Regions from separate parts of the Sus scrofa genome. Here region 2 is linked to region 1. The links are chromatin contacts, called in public HiChIP or PLAC-seq maps. All regions are on one chromosome and are shown on one strand. Each heading gives the region's core, a stretch centred on a gene start, on an enhancer-like site or on the middle of the called end of the contact. The rest is flanking DNA. Distances are from core to core; before and after follow the strand shown.

Region 1 (4,596 bases), core at 1,728-4,227:
TCTGGTATATGTTTCCCTAATGGCAGTCATTAGGGAAACGTAACTTCTGATTCAGACTGGGAAAGAATTTGAGGAAGCTGTTTACGGTCTGATGGAAATTTTAAATCATGTTGGAAAAAAAGATTCTGACTTATAACTCGAAAACTTTTGTTCAAACCATATTTTAGCCTAAGAACGTATGTGACCTTTAGCATGTGTAGGAAAATGTCTTTGCAGACCCAGTTTTTTCCTCTGCAGAATCAAGATAATATTACTGTACCTATCTCACAGGCAGTTGCTGGTGAGTCAGTGTTTAGCTAATACCTGTAAATTCCTCTCAAAACTTGAAAGCACCCTGAAACAGAATACATCCTTTATAGACAGAGGTCTATTAAGTAATTTGTGTCACTTCTAATTTCACTTTGAAGAGGAAGTCACGTCTCACCCCCCACCCTGCAGTTTTGTGAAGGCGGCATAGGCTCCATACACTCCCTGTAAAGAGGCAGGCTGGGCTGCAAGCCAACACTGTATGCCTATGTCCCCATTCTGAGTGCAGCATTTTCTACCTTTTGGCAGCTTAAATGTCTTAAATGCAGGAAGACTGTAGGACTCTAACAGTTGGTGGAGGCAGAAATTTCAGCAATCATAATAACTCGAATATATAGGCAAAATTTTTAGTGTTATCATGACTTACTGCTAGAAGACACTGAATAAATGCATTAGACACACATCAGCTCTTTTAATTACCATTTTAAAGCTCCACTAGTTCTTTTATCCTTTATGTTTAATAAGCTATTTTAACAGTTTCATATTATCTTCAAATTAAACTTTTCTTCCATTAAAAAATGAAACCTTTAAAAAAATGACTGAAATATTTCAGTGCATGGCTGGAATATGTTTCAAAGTGGAAAAGTCAGAGATGATTCTCCTTTGCTGTTCTTTCATATGTATATTTACACGATAAGGTGGAAGAAACTCCTTTACGAAATGTATACATTAGAAAGCAAAATCTTGAGACCTGCCGTGGGAGAAAAGGAGAATGTAGTCCTATACTATCCTAGGAGCAACTCTGAGGAAAGAGCTTGTGTTGTTACCAGTTCCTAGGTCCTTGAACATAAAATATGATTTTATTGCTTTACTTTATTTTCAGATACAATTATGCTCGGTTCTCGGCGCAGAATCATCAATGATCCATGCAAAGCCTCTTTTGTTTTCCTTATGTTTATTCCCTTTTATCCCCCCTATTACTCTTCTAAATTCACATTTATTCCAGTAGTTGTTATGCTAATGTGTTTAATGTGTATTTGGTGTGTGTGCGTGTTTTGGCAAATATGTACATGTGTTTTTAATGCACTTATGTGGTACTGTGCTATATATGACAGTAATCTTTCTTCACTTTTATCATTAAATACTATGTTTTAAGAACATTCATATTTCTTTGTGTACCTCTAATCCATTACTTCAATACTCAGTAGTTCATATACAATAATTCATGCTACACATTGACTTCATTTTCTTTTCTACCCTTCTAGCAATGCATTCCCAAGTTGCTTCAACTTCTTATTACTATAAATATTGCTGCAATCTACATAGCTCTCTGAGGACTTGTGTGAGAATTTCTTAGAACTATACATCAAGAAGTGGAATTCCTGGACAGTAAGGCACACATTATTTTATGAGGAAATGACAGAATCTCTCCAGAATGAGTATTACAATCTGTATTTTCACTAGCAGCACGTGGAAATTCACAGAGCTCTTATTTATGTGAATACTTTGTATTATCCAGCTTTTAAGTTTTTTTGGCCATTAATAGATACCTCATGGTCTTCACATTTGTAATTCTTTATTAACTAATGATTGTAAGCACTTTCTTAGCTTTTTAAAATTTTCTCCTCTAAATCTTTGCTCCCTTGGTCAATTTCAATTTGTCGATTTTTCTATTGGGGCTGATTTGTTGATTTTTGGAAATTCTAGCTTTTGTTGCTCTGCCATCTGTAGATTTTCCCATTCTGTTTTACATGTACTAATTTTGTTCAGTGTCTATTTTAGATAAAAATTCTTAATTTTATGTAATTGAACAAGTCGTTTCCCCTATGATTTGTGCTTTCGAAATTTACGAAGTTTTTTCCTATCATAAAGATATTTTCAAAACAATTCTTACTGATATATTATAGTTTTATCTTTAATATTTAGTATTTAATTCTTTTGGAATCATCTTTTCAATGTGCTAATAGGTAGCGTTCCAATCTTTTTTATCTATATAATGAGGCATTATTTAGCACTGTATACTACGACAATTTAGGTCTATTCATTGATCTATTGGATCACTTTATTATAAATTAAGGTTCTATATGCTCGTGTTTCTGTCTCTGAGCTCTCTCTTCTATTCCACTTGACTATTGTCTATTTCTACCTGATACCATACCAAATTCATTATTACAGCTTTCTTTTTTTCTTTTTTTTTAAGGGCCGCACCCTCAGCATATGGAAGTTCCCAGGCTAGGGGTTGAATTGGAGTTACAGCAGCCAGTTTATACCACGGTCACAGCAACACCAGATTCGAGCTGTGTCTGTGTCCTATATACCACAGCTCACAGCAATGCCAGATCCTTAACCCACTGAGCGAGGCCAGGAATCAAACCTGCATCCTCATGGATCCTAGTCAGTTTCATTAACAGCTAAGCCACAAAGGGAACTGCCATTATTACAGCTTTCTAATCCATTTAATTATTTGGTTGGTTAATTTTCTATATGTGAAAGAATTGTCATATGGTCCAAACTTCCACCTAATGCCTAAATCTTTTTCAACATTCTAGATGGCTTAACTTCAACCCCTGTTTAAACAATTCTGATACTTTTCCAGGGATTCCATCTTGTTGTGATCTTTACACTTCGAAATGAAATCAATTTTCTGTAACCCCCACACTTTCACCACAGCTACTTCCTCTAGAGGAAACCAAAAGGTTTACTTCATCTGAAGCATGACAATGCTTTAGCTATTGTCATCATCTTCCAAGTTATTTTTTTTCTCTAGGTTTAATATTCTCAACAATTTTATCTGTCCTCATGTGCCTTGCTACTCAGACATGTCTCAGTTCTAGTCATGCTCCTCAGTGCACAGTCCATCTGACCTTTGATCCTTTTAAAACAAAGGATCAACTGGAAAACAATTCAGTTGTGGTGTGGTAAACACACAGTATAGTGAAGTTATAGTCTTTCCTCATGTGGACACAAACTACTGCTGGGTGCACTTTTCAAGACAATTCTTAAAAATGTAGCACATCTTGAAAAACAAGTTCAAAGGTCCCCAAGTCTACCATCGTCACTAGAATGAATCTTAATTTCTTCAAACAGAGAAGAGTGGAATAGTATTTTTAGTATAGTTAAATTTATGATTTCAAAATCTTCTTTCCATAAGTTAACTATCAGAAATCTTTGACTTGCTACTTTTCAAGACATACACCAAGATTGGTCATTTCTGTGGCCACACATCCCCGAACTACTGCTAAGTACTGTCAATCTATTTTAATTTCACATGAGATCTAGTTTCCTTGGACCACTCCAAGTCAAATTGGCCATAATAATGTCTCTTAACTATTTTTTACCAAGATCTCCTCACACATCATTTCAGCTCTCAGCATGGAAATTTCTGGCAAAATATTAGAAGGATGATTTGCCCCCTCCAGGCAAGAAGAGAGAGAAACTTAAGAACTAGTGACAAGTTCCATGGGAGGAGGACCCAAAGTGTGACAAATCCTGTCAACCATGTGACACACTGCTGCAGGCCTGTCAGCTCACCTTCCCTGTGCTATTAAAGGATTAGTTGCATCACATCCTCATGCAAATTCCAGCTGTGTTCCCTGAAAGCCGTGTGGGGTGTGCTATTCATTGAAGAAGTACTTGTAATGAATTCTCTTAGTTTTTGGTCTCCATATATTCTTGCTAATGCTGCTTGAAAAATAAATACTTTTGCTGCTTTGAGCTTCAATATATTTCCCTAAGCAATTTCTAGCCTGTTTTGACAAGTTCTCTTTAGATTGTGTTTGGACACTCTAAGCAATTTAGCTGAATGCATTTAGGATCAGCTTAGAAATCTGTTCAGCTTCCTTTGATTGTATTCTAGCATAATTTATCTCATCCTTCAAAACCCGAGTTGAAGGTCATTTCCTCAGTGACGCCTTCCTCTCGCCTAGAATAAATACTTTGCCTTTTTACTCTCTCTTTGAAGACTGTTCACACCAGGATTACAAGATTCATTTCTTCATTCAGAAAACTTGTAAGTGACCATTACAAATCAAACCCTGTGCTAACCCTTTGCTTTAAAGAAGCTTAAGGAGTTCCCGTCGTGGTGCAGTGGTTAATGAATCCGACTAGGAACCATGAGGTTGCGGGTTGGGTCCCTGCCCTTGCTCAGTGGGTTAAGGATCTGGAGTTGCCGTGACCTGTGGTGTAGGTTGCAGACACGGATCGGATCCCGCGTTGCTGTGGCTCTCGTGTAGGCTGATGGCTACGGCTCTGATTCGACCCCTAGCTTGGGAATCTCTATATGCCGCAGGAGCGGCCCAAGAAATAGCAAAAAGACAAAATAAATAAATAAATAAATAAATACATACATAC
Region 2 (5,004 bases), core at 836-3,335, 140 kb after region 1:
GGAAATGGGGAGCATCCCAGTCTGTTAATTCCCCCGGAGGACTGGGGGTGCGTTCCTCCTCCCGGCCAGCGGTTTAGGGAAGCTCGGCCGCATGTGGCGCCTCCTCTCGCCTCTCTCGTCCCGCCCACTCTCGCTCTCCAGGGTTGCCAGCCAAGGGCCGGAACCTAAGAGTCCTGGCGAGGCTTGGCCGCTTTGTCCTGGCTCGCGCTTATCTTAGGAGCCCACTAGCCCAGAAGGGAACAAAGAACCTCGACCCCCGCGCCCCAACCTCCGCCTCTCCCCCACGCGCCGGATCACCACCTTCCTAAAGACCCCTTTGTCTGCCTGGGAAGCACAGATCTACCGGGTATGCCCACTCCCCCACCCAGAGTCCTTCTTTTCTGACAATCGAGCTAAGCTGAATTCTCAACCCACCCACTCCCTGTGTTAACGACCTCATACAGTTTGGCATTTTCCCTCGAAAATAGACCATTTAGAGATTTGTTGATGCATACCAATCAACCAGCCCATACCGTATTACCTTCTTCATTCTCTTCCAGTCCCTTTCGATTGTCTTAACTTAATCTATAAAATAACAATTTCTTCTGTAAGGATGAGCTAAGAGTCTTGCTCACCTAAATTCTCATTACTCAGGGAGGAGCAGGAATATTAAGAAATGGAGTGCCTGAAGTTTGTGTGTGTGTGTGTGTGTGTGTGTACGCGCACACACGTTTTGGCAGTCCTCTGCCCACCCCCACGCCCCAGAACACAATGGCAAGGGTTCTATCCCCGTTTTCATAAATGTCATCTTTGCCAGCGTGCAGTTTCTGATGGCGATAGCGGACGCCTCGGGATGAGGGAGGATTTCCGAAACAGGACTTTGTACAGAGTTGACAACCGGGTTCACATCCTCAGAAAACGCTTCCAAGCTATGTAAGCAACACAGAGTTACAGCCACCTCCTGGGTAAACTTCAAAGATACAGAGGCCAAAGGGAGGGAGGAAGGAAGTGTGATATTTAGAGAACTTACTGAGGTGGAGGAAGAGTCTGAACTCATCTAGACAAACTAAAGAAAGAGCAGAAATATAGTCTGTGTGAAGCTACAGTTCCCAGTTTCCAAAACTGTAACCATGACGCCCATGCGTTTTACCCACGGAGAGCAAATAAGGAAGTATGGTTGCTTGTGTCGGAGTTTCTAATTCGAATTATGATACACAGATCTACCCAACGCCAAAGAATTGTAAAGAAACAGAGACACATTTCCTGCTTTCTGGGCTTTAATTAACTTCAGCCTTTCAGGAAGCCAGCTTTTTCTAGTTATCTCCCTACCGTGATGGGGCAGGAAAGAAGGAAGGACAATCAGATGGTGAATAAAGACATCTCGATTGAGTTTTGCCTTGGGATTAAAAGGGCAAGGACACCCGTTCTTTGTTGACACTTCTGCAATGACTTGGGCTTATGAGCCCTGGCAGCACCAATACAACCGTCACTATCGCCGCACAGGGCAAGTTGAACTCATACTGGGAACCCACGTAGAGAGCATACACACCTCAACCACAGCCTTTGTTATTTAATTCATGAGACTAAACATTCAGAAGCTGACCCCAACGCACATAATACCCCAACCCTCACTCTATCGTCTATATTCACATTTCATTTATGGCTTGACTTTTTGACATATCCTAAAATGAAGCTTTGCATTTACCCGATGAGTTGCGTCTCCTGGTGCTCCTCAGTTCTTGCTATTTCTTTTGTCTTATAAAAGATCAGGAGCAGACTTATCGTGCAGATCGTCCACCTCTTCCTAATGGAGCGCATCTTGGGTGCCCGGGAAAGTCCTGGTTGCCCCAGCTCCCTCACCTTCTCTTCATATAAAGGCTCCGTTTTGGGGAGATGTAGTCACGGGGAAGGGGAATCTGTAAAACGCGAGGAGAGCGTGGAGCCGGGATCTCAGGGGCAGGTCTCGAGGGTCCTCTGCAGCCCAGCCGAGCTCCCGCTGGTCCTCGAGCAGTGCCCAGCGCACTCCCTCGCGGTTCCCGCCAGCCCTGCCCCGGTCGCTCCGCGCCGCCTCCCTGGGGCTCAGGTTTCTTTTCCGAAGAGACACCTTGTGCATGGGAGGTGGCGGCCGCTTCTGCAGCTGGGTTCGGGGGCGTCACTGGCCCTTCCCTTTTTCTAGCAGGGAAATGATGAGCAAAACCAGCCAATCACGGGACTGAGGGGGCGGAGGCTGCTGCTGCCTTGCGTTGCTGGCTGCTGCTAGGAGAGTAACGTCGCTGGCGCTGTCTGCACTGTGCTGGGAGAGGAAGCTCACAAGCTCACAGTCGTGTGTATACACACACACACACTCGCACGCATCAGGACTCGCATACCGTGGGAAGAGCAGTAGGAGGAAGTCAGGTCGCTCTCTCGGGACACCAAAGCGTTAGCTCTGTGCACAAGGAAGCACCGAGATAGTCCGTCCGCACCAGCGTGGAGAGGATACCTCTGCTGGTGACAGATCAGAGACGCGTCCTGCTCAGATAGAGCTTGGAGTGGGTAGCAAGAGGTGTAGCTTCTTCCACGCGTCTTTGCTAAATATACACACACTCGCACAAACAGGCGCGTGCACACACGCAAATGCGCGCCCTCCCAAGTAGAATGAATGGGGGAGGGAGGGGGGAGGAGTTGGAGAACGTTTTATATTCCGTGCACAGCTTAATCTGGAAAGTACAAATACACACATGAGCGGATTAGTCGATCGCCCACTCGGTGTGGGTGGTGGATGACCACCCGACTCAGAATCTTGCAGGAAACAAGTGATAACAGAGGTGTCATTAGGAACTTTGTGGATATTTATGTGACTCTCATTCATTGCCATTTGGAAACTCCTCACTCAGGAGTCAAGGAAACTCCAACCCTACTTAAACTTCACTGAAGAGAGAGAGGATTCTGAGAAAAGCAGGACCATGTTTTTAAACCCAAGTACACCTATACTCAGGAAGGAAGGAGGGAGGGAAGAAAGAAGGAAAGAAGGAGGAGCAAGCTGTTCTACAAAGTCTCAATGTGTCTTTAATCTGATTCTCACTCTCTTCTTCCCTCTCCTGTTTCTGTTTGCTTAGTTGGTTGGTTTTTATTTTTTACCTCTACTGTATTTAATGGGAGGGACACTTTCCCAGTCTTAGAGTCTTGATCAGAATACCTCTCCATGTCTATGGTCCTCACTCTCCTCACCCAGAGTGCTTGCTGCACTGGGTTGTACCAGTCCTGGTTTGACTTTTACCTCTGAGCTGATGGAGGCACCGCTCAGGAGAAATAATGCCTGGAAGCCAGGAGTTTCCCCCATCAATTTGAGCAGGTCCCAAGTTCTCTGCCTCCCCCTTCCTCACAGAGATTCTCTAAATTACATCACTTGTTCCTTCAGGTTGAGCAGTGTCTGCAGCTGTGGACCCCTGAGGTTTACACCTCCCTGAGCCAGTAATGTAAGGGTGAGGCTCCCTATCAACTCTCTGCTGGAGGGAGAAAAAGGTGGTTATTCTGAGTTTCTAGTCCTTTGACAGCTTAAAATAACAAGGATAATAGCCAAATCCTCTCCTTAAAAACCCAAGATGCCTGGCAATATTTGCCATTCTTCCCCTAAGATTTAGAAAGTGAAGAACCTCTCTGGTCTCCAGCCTCCTATTCGCAGTGGAGCAAATAGGAGGTTGGGTTTAAAATGCTCAAAGGAGCAAGTAATTATGAACCTTTATTGACACTACAAGTGGCCCACCGGGAGCCTTTCGAGTTTATTGATATCTAGGCAAATCCTGCCTGCATTAATGCATATCTATCACACAGACTTCTCAACAGGCAGAAACTCCGAGAATAAAACAGCTTCTTATTTATGTTAAAAGGGACTGGGATGCGGAGGGGGTGGGCAGTACATGGTTAGTATGCTAACTTCTCTAGGTTAACTTTTTATTTTATTTTTTTTTATTTTTGTCTTTTGTCTTTTTAGGGCTGCACCCACAGCATATGGAGGTTCCTAGGCTAGGGGTCAAATCTGACCTGTAGCTGCCGTCCTACGCCACAGCAACAGCAACATAGGATCCAAGCTGTGTCACAACCTACACCACAGCTCACAGCAACGCCAGAACCTTAACCCACTGAGCGAGGCAAGGGATTGAACCAGCATCCTCATGAATCCTAGTCGGGTTCATTAACTGCTGAGCCACAAAGGGAACTCCCCCTTAACTTTTTATTGTTAAGCAGAAAACAAAAACATTCTGGATTTCAGATAAACACTACTCACTGATGATGACTGAATAATATGTATCACCTAATTAAATTTACCCAACATTTTTTAAGCAATTACTGCGGGCCAGTATGTAAGGCTTTGGGAACACAGAAATGAATAAAATACAGCATCTGACCAAACAGGGAGATCACTTACTTAGAGGTGGACAGATATGAAAAATAAATAATAAAAACAAATTGCAATATGGCACCATGAACTAACAGCACCATTTGAACTATGTACCTTGTATTTGGGTGAGCTGCTGGTTGGAAGCAGATAGCTTGTTTAAACATCTGGGAGCAATGAAGGTGAGCTTCCTAGGAGCGGCGCACAGAATAAACTGGGGTTTGCAAAACTAAGGGGCAAACCAGGCAGAGGGAGAGTAGAAGGGTGGAAGCAGAGGAAAGAGTAGGTGTGACTCCAGAGAGGAGTAAAATGCTGCTGCTCTGGGGAATTCTGAAGTAGTCTGTACTGTTGGAACAGGAAGTGGGAAGGGGGAGTATGAACATAAGTCCTCAGTGTGATCATAATAATCTAAAGCTCCACAATGCCAAACTCTCTTCTCTAATGGGCAGGTTGAAATATGAAAATTTAAGGGGAAAATGGTTTTAATTCATGTGTTAAGCTCGGGTTAAATTTGGGGACACCGTTCACCTGGCCCAAACAAGACAAAACAAACCCACGGACAGCAAAACTAAAGCATACCAAGAACCAGTCATGGCAACACATAAGACAAATGTCTGAACTCTCAAGTGTGTAATGCTGCTGTTTTG

The links. HiChIP or PLAC-seq counts read pairs in DNA pulled down with a chosen protein or histone mark.
Region 2: a contact with region 1 is called in an H3K27ac HiChIP or PLAC-seq map of skeletal muscle, with 4 times the contacts expected there. The contact joins the promoter of ST8SIA4 here to the enhancer-like site in region 1. A contact is called at or near these places in 8 of 47 Hi-C or Micro-C datasets (alveolar macrophages, embryonic fibroblasts, heart right ventricle and 4 more) and 2 of 2 datasets of contacts at active chromatin or transcription factors (alveolar macrophages and skeletal muscle).

The regions. Positions count from the first base shown.
Region 1 is chr2:106,701,339-106,705,934 of Sscrofa11.1, forward strand. All of the region lies in intron 2 of LOC110259429 (a long non-coding RNA gene), which reads right to left. Among named protein-coding and RNA genes, the nearest start is that of ST8SIA4, 140 kb to the right of the region's middle. Within about 2 kb of position 2,978, at least 6 of the 83 cell types and tissues checked have an H3K27ac peak or open chromatin away from gene starts, as enhancers often do. A contact at or near this core is called in liver and skeletal muscle, where this site is marked.
Region 2 is chr2:106,843,721-106,848,724 of Sscrofa11.1, forward strand. It overlaps ST8SIA4 (ST8 alpha-N-acetyl-neuraminide alpha-2,8-sialyltransferase 4), which reads right to left and starts at 2,086. Exons shown (of 13, transcript NM_001037322.1): 1 at 1,685-2,086. The coding sequence starts at 1,797.